Linked DNA regions of Pan troglodytes: region 2 is linked to region 1. The links are chromatin contacts, called in public HiChIP or PLAC-seq maps. All regions are on one chromosome and are shown on one strand. Each heading gives the region's core, a stretch centred on a gene start, on an enhancer-like site or on the middle of the called end of the contact. The rest is flanking DNA. Distances are from core to core; before and after follow the strand shown. Region 1 holds the start of EFCAB14 (EF-hand calcium binding domain 14). Region 2 holds the start of TMEM275 (transmembrane protein 275).

Region 1 (2,981 bases), core at 256-2,755:
TTTCCACCTCAGATTTGGAGCTTTTCTTTCTACACCTAAAGACAGATCTCTAACTTATTCTTCATTCAGGATCTGAACTTACCTTCTCCCTAAAACCGTTTTTCCCTCTTTGACTTCCAAGGCCTACACCCTTTTTTCTTCCTAAGGACTTCCTTTCTCCTTCCTGTCAATGTGGCCCCTTGGTAGTGCAAGGAGATGCCTTCTTCCCATTCCACCTTTCACCACTACTCACTTGGCAAAGCGAGAGCGATTTCCAACCACACCGAATTCCTCTTCCTCTTCGGAGCTGGACTCAGAGTCTGAGTCGGGAGGCTCAGTGCGAAGCAGGCGGTGACTGCTTGGGCCTTTCTTGGGCTTCTTTCTCCGGCTGTCCCCAGCCAAACCAATCAATGCATTGAGCTCTTTGCGCTTTTTCATCTTTTTGTGTGGGGTGAGTGGAGCCCCGACTCCTGAGCTGCCAGGTTCGTACCCGACGCCCAATTCTCTTCCTGCCTTGGAGCTGCCTTCCAGGGTTGGGAATCCTGGGCCAGAGCCCCCTGGTCACTCCCACCTAGGGGTGGGACTGACCAGATCCGCCAGGGACTGGAGATTGGAGCCCAGAGGAAACTGGAACTCAGATGGGTGGGGGAAATCACATAGAAATGGCTAAGGAGCTGGTGACCCCAAAGGATAAGGCCTTGGGTGCAGAGTGTTAGTAGAGGGTGGAGAGGGACCTTTATCTCCCAAAGGGCGAAAAAAAAGCCAGGTCAAAAATGAAGGATTCTCAGCCCGGATAAGTAGGCAATACTTCTAAGGGTGCTCCAGGAGGTGAGGAAGGGCACGCTTAAAATACGTGTTTTGGACCTCCGGAGCAGGATTTCCAATGGAGAGGGAAGAGAAACTCGTTCTTGAATGGGAAGAGAGTGGGGAGGTGCAGAGTAAGAAAGTGGGAACGCGTCAGTCCCTTCCTTGCAGGAGAGGTGGCGGCAGGAGGGGGCTCCCAGCAGCTACAATCCAAACACTGCTTGGCCGCAGAGAAAATGCCCGGGCCAGGAAGCCGGCTGGGGTGTGTGATGATCACCGTTCTCCGGCCTCCGTCCTGAACGTGAAGGGGGCCCGAGGCCGAGGAAGATCCGGAGCCCGGCTCGAAGGGTCGGCCTGAGAGAAGCCAGTCCCGCGCCTGCTAGACCCCCGCCCCGCTGTCTGGGCCTTGGGGACACGGTGCCGCGGGCGACGGCGGCTCCGCCGACCGAAAGCGCTCCCGCCCGGAGTTTGAGGTCTCCGGCACGGGCAACTCTCGGCCACTCACACGCGCAGGCCCCACTCCAGCCGCGACTCCGGCCCCTGCTCCGGCTTCGGCCGCGGCTGCTCCCGACACGTTGTTGTTGGCGTTGGTGGTGGCGGCGGCGGCGGCGGCGGCCGCGAGCTCCAGCCCCGGGCCATCGCTCCAGCCCCAGATCACTTCCCCTTTGGCAGCGGCCGCCTGCGCCGCCTGCCAGTAAGCCGCACTCCCATTGGTCGCCCGCTGGGGTGACGTCACGCCGGGGCGAAAGTCGTGGCGGAGAGGTCGGGCGTTAAAGGGGCCCTGCCCCGGCTGGGGCTGGGTCCCACCTGCCGATTAGGGTGGCCCCGCCCCCAGGAGGGCTTCCGGGACCTGCTGCGAACCTGAGCCGGGTGGAGTCCTGCATCCTGCGGAGCGCGGGCGGGGCAGGCTAAGCGCCCGGCTGCTCGACCTACTTCGAAAGTTCATCAGCCGCCCAGGCCCCCTGGACTAACCAAGTCTGAAGGCTCCGCCTCTCTGACTCTCACACAGGCTGTTAAAAGTTTAGGCGCGTTTCAGATTAATTAACACATTCATTCAGTCAATAAATATTTATTGAGAGCTTACTTACTACGTGTCAGGAGCTGTTCTAGCGCTGGGGATACAGCCATGAACAAAATAACCAGGGTCCTTGTCTTCCTGTATAGTGTTGCCAGATTTAGCAAATAAAAATGTAGGACACCCAGTAAAGTTTGAATTTCAGAGAAACAGCAAACAATTTTTTAGCATTAAGACATCCCATGCAACATCTGGGACATCCTCACACTAAAAAATTATTCATTGTGTATGTGAAATGCAAGTTTAACTGAGCATCGTGTATCTTATCTGCCAATCTATTCCTGCAGTTTATTTATACTCTAGAGGGAGGAGAGCAACAATAGGCAAACATATTAAATGTCAGGAAGTGATAAGTGTTATGATGAAAATTGAAACACGGTCAGGTGATGGGGAGTGCCTCTGTGAAAAGGGAACATTTAGTCAGCTTATCGGAGGAGAGGTGAGGGAATGAGCTGTGCAGTGGCTACAGGAAGGAATGACCAGGAAGACCTGTTGTGGCTGGACCAGAAGAGCAAGGAGCAGAGTAATAGGAAATGAGGTCAGAGAAGCATGAGGCAAGGGCTTTAGGGCCTTATGGATCACTGAAAGGACTTTGGGAAAGCACTGGGGGCTTTAAGCTGAGAGGTAGCATACTCTGGCTTTTCCGTAAAAAAAAAAAAAAAAAATCACTCTGGGCCAGCGCGGTGGCTCACGCCTGTAATCCCAGCATTTTGGGAGGCTGAGGTGGGCGGATCACAAGGTCAGGAGATGGAGACCATCCTGGCCAATATGGTGAAACCCTGTCCCTATTAAAAATACAAAAATTACCTGGGCGTGGTGGTGCGCGCTTGTAATCCCAGCTACTTGGGAGGCTGAGGCAAGAGAATGGCTTGAAACCGGGAGGCGGAGGTTGCAACAAGCCGAGATTGCGCCACTGCACTTCAGTCTGGCAACAGAGCGAGACTCCGTCTCAAAAATAAATAAATAAATAAATAAAATAAAATAAAATAAAGGAAAAAATTACTCTGGCTACTTTGTAGAAAAAAGTGGGGGGAGAGTGAGGAACACAGGAGAGCAGTTTGTTACAGTCCAGCTAGAGATGATGCTGATAGATTAGAGAGGCAGTAGCAGAGATGGAGAGCAT
Region 2 (2,736 bases), core at 214-2,713, 170 kb before region 1:
GTGCAGCTGGGATGCTGCTTCCTTCCTTCCTTCTTTCAGATTTCCAAAACTCTACAAATCAGGGCTCTTAAACTCCCGATACCCTCATGGTGCCATGACTCCTGTGTCCAGGTCTGCAGGCCCCAGCCATCTTCCTTGAGGGCCAAGATTATGTCCACCTTGTTTGTTGCAGTATCCCCAGCGGGGGACGGGGGGAGGAGCGGTGCCTGCCACTCCCCAGGTGAATATTGGTTAAATAAATGGCCCAGTGAATACTGGTTAAATAAATGGTGGGGGAGGCATTGGTCAGAGAGGTGTTTTCTGCCCTCCTGGCTTCCCCTGTCTCTTGGATTTGAAGTTGCTCTGTGCTCTCTTCTCTCCCATCCCCTCCTCACTTTGGGCCTTGGGGAGGATGTGGAGGGGGCAGGTGAGATTCTAGGGCAGAGTCCTACCCAGCTCAGAGCAGGGCGGGGTCAGAGTGGAGCAGAGGAACCCCCGAGCCAGCGGCCAGTGCCTGCGGAGTGTCTCCCCTTCTCCTGCTCCCTCTCTATCTTTCTCACCCCTGTCCTCTCACGGCTACAGGTTCTTGACCACTTGTCTGGGCACTGCTCCTGTCTCCTGGAGCTCAGGCTGGATGGAGTCTCTCCCCCAGTTCAGGTAAGCGTCCCCTCAGCCCCCTCCCGCCAGCGTCCCCCAGCTCCTTCACTTGCCTGAGCCCGTCCGTGGACACTCCCCTGCGGGTCCGACCCGGCTGACCCTTGAGCACCTTGGGTCAGCAGGAAGGAAGGACCCCGAGAGCGCAGGACCACCAAGAGAGAGGCCGGGCCACCTCCTCCGCCGTCCGCTGACTTCTAGGGGCTGGGCCGGCGCACAGCAAGGGGGTTGGAGGTGGGGTCGCCCTCTCCCACGCGGCTGGGTTTCCAGGCGGTGTCCTGGGCCGAGCCGCTTGGAGATCCTAGATCAGCAGGTGGGTGGGAAAGGGTGCCCCGTCCTGGGCCCCCCGTCCTGGGCCCCCCCGCCCCTGCGCGCAGGGCAGAGACGCGCAGACCCGCTCCCACTCCGCTTGGCTCCCTTGGAGCAGCCCCGGCGGCGGCAGCGATGGGTTGGGAGGGGCCGGCGCGCTGGCCTGCGCGGGTCCCCAGCCGCCTCCCGCCACCCGGAACCCCTCTCCTTCAAGCGTTGACCGCCGACCCACAGCTCCCCTTCAACCCGGGGCGAGCGGGGTTCTTACCATACATCTCCCCTCTCCGCTCGGTTCCGTCCTTCTCCCGTTCTCCTCTAGGCTTCGCGGTTTGCAAGCACCCTTGCAAATAACTCCTAGCCCACCCACACCGTCTCGTCCGCACTTTCCGAGAGCCAGGCACGGATATATTGCAACTCACTCTAGGGCAGGGGGCAGGGGTACAAGTCGAACTGGCTCTGCCTTCAACTTCAAATGGATTCTTCTTTCTGGAGCGGGGCTGGAGCTGTGGGGCGGGGGAGGGGGGATTTTTCCAGGGATGGACTTGTTTTCAGCACCCCTTTCCCAATCAACCACCAATCCTGCACCCTAGAAAGGGGTGTGGACATGAGCCTGTCTAGGGAGTGACTCTATCTCCTGGTGGTGTGTGTAGGAACTTTTTGGGATGAGGGCTGGGGAGGAAGTGCTGGGCAGTAGGCCCACCTCAAGGCTGGGCTGTGTGGGAGGGAGGACAGAGGTGTGCTGACTTTTCAGACCCTGGAAGAGTTCAGCTGAAAGAGCATCTCTCCAACCTCTGCCTTCATTCGTTTACTCATCCATTCATAAACCCTACCCGATGTGACTGTGTGCCAGGCAGCCTTCATGCTGACAGTGGCCCTGTGGGGGAGGGCTACCATATCCTCCCTTTGCATCTGGGGAAAGCCAGGCTCAAGGCCCCACGGCCTCTTGCCCCAGCCCCTGGGAACCAGGATGTGAGTTTTATCTCCAGACTCCAGCCCCAGCCTGTGCAGTCCTCCTCCAGGTTGGCCCAGCAGGCATGTGACTTCAAGGAATCTGCTTGGACCAAGTACTCCCCACCTTTAGATCACTTGTGTGTTCTCAGCACCCAGCCTAGGGCCGGGCACAGTCGCAGTCACAGTCCTGGTGTGAGAATGGCTATTGGAAAGAACCAATTTCATTTCTTGAACAGACCACCGGAAGAGCTTGGTTCAAGGACCTGTCCCTGTCTACGCCCCTGTCCCATGCTGAAATATTGGAGGGTTCTACTCCCTAACGCTACCTACCATACCACCCATGCCAGCTAGGCCTGACCTCACCTTTTCTCGAAGTGTGAGGGGGAGAAGCCACATGTCTCCACATTGACTACTCCTGTGACCACGGGGAGGGAGTGGGGAGGTTGAGGTTGGGGATGTACTTGAGCAAGATGTATTGGGATATTCACCTGGGCTGGAGGGAAGATGTTTCAGGAAGCCCACTGCAGGGAAAAAGAGGAACTAGAGTCCCAGGCTCAAGAATTTCCACTCAGTTTAAGGGTCTTTTGAAGCCTTACCCAGTTCTTCCCCAGTGGACATGGCTCTTGCCGTTGTATGCTTTCATTCCTTGATTTATTCCACCTGGTCCCCAGCATCTGTCTCTGCCTGGCCCCGCCAGGCATGGGGGATTCCATAGCCCCACCCTGGGGAGAGCATGGCTGAGAGGGGTTGATGGGCAGGGGGGAGGGAACCACACTCTCCACAGCTCAGTCTCCACATCCCCCATTCCCACCCCCTCCACCCTGGGGTATCTCTGGGGCACTG

What was found. HiChIP or PLAC-seq counts read pairs in DNA pulled down with a chosen protein or histone mark.
Region 2: an H3K4me3 HiChIP or PLAC-seq map of stem cell-derived excitatory neurons shows a contact between it and region 1, with 4 times the contacts expected there. The contact joins the promoter of TMEM275 here to the promoter of EFCAB14 in region 1. A contact is called at or near these places in 3 of 7 Hi-C or Micro-C datasets (blood, induced pluripotent stem cells and stem cell-derived neural progenitor cells) and 1 of 1 datasets of contacts at active chromatin or transcription factors (stem cell-derived excitatory neurons).

Annotation. Positions count from the first base shown.
Region 1 is chr1:184,241,437-184,244,417 of NHGRI_mPanTro3-v2.0_pri, reverse strand. EFCAB14 (EF-hand calcium binding domain 14) reads right to left here and starts at 1,505. Exons shown (of 9, transcript XM_016962440.4): 1 at 233-1,505. The coding sequence starts at 417.
Region 2 is chr1:184,416,048-184,418,783 of NHGRI_mPanTro3-v2.0_pri, reverse strand. It overlaps TMEM275 (transmembrane protein 275), which reads right to left and starts at 1,463. Exons shown (of 4, transcript NM_001357066.1): 1 at 1,211-1,463; 2 at 690-934.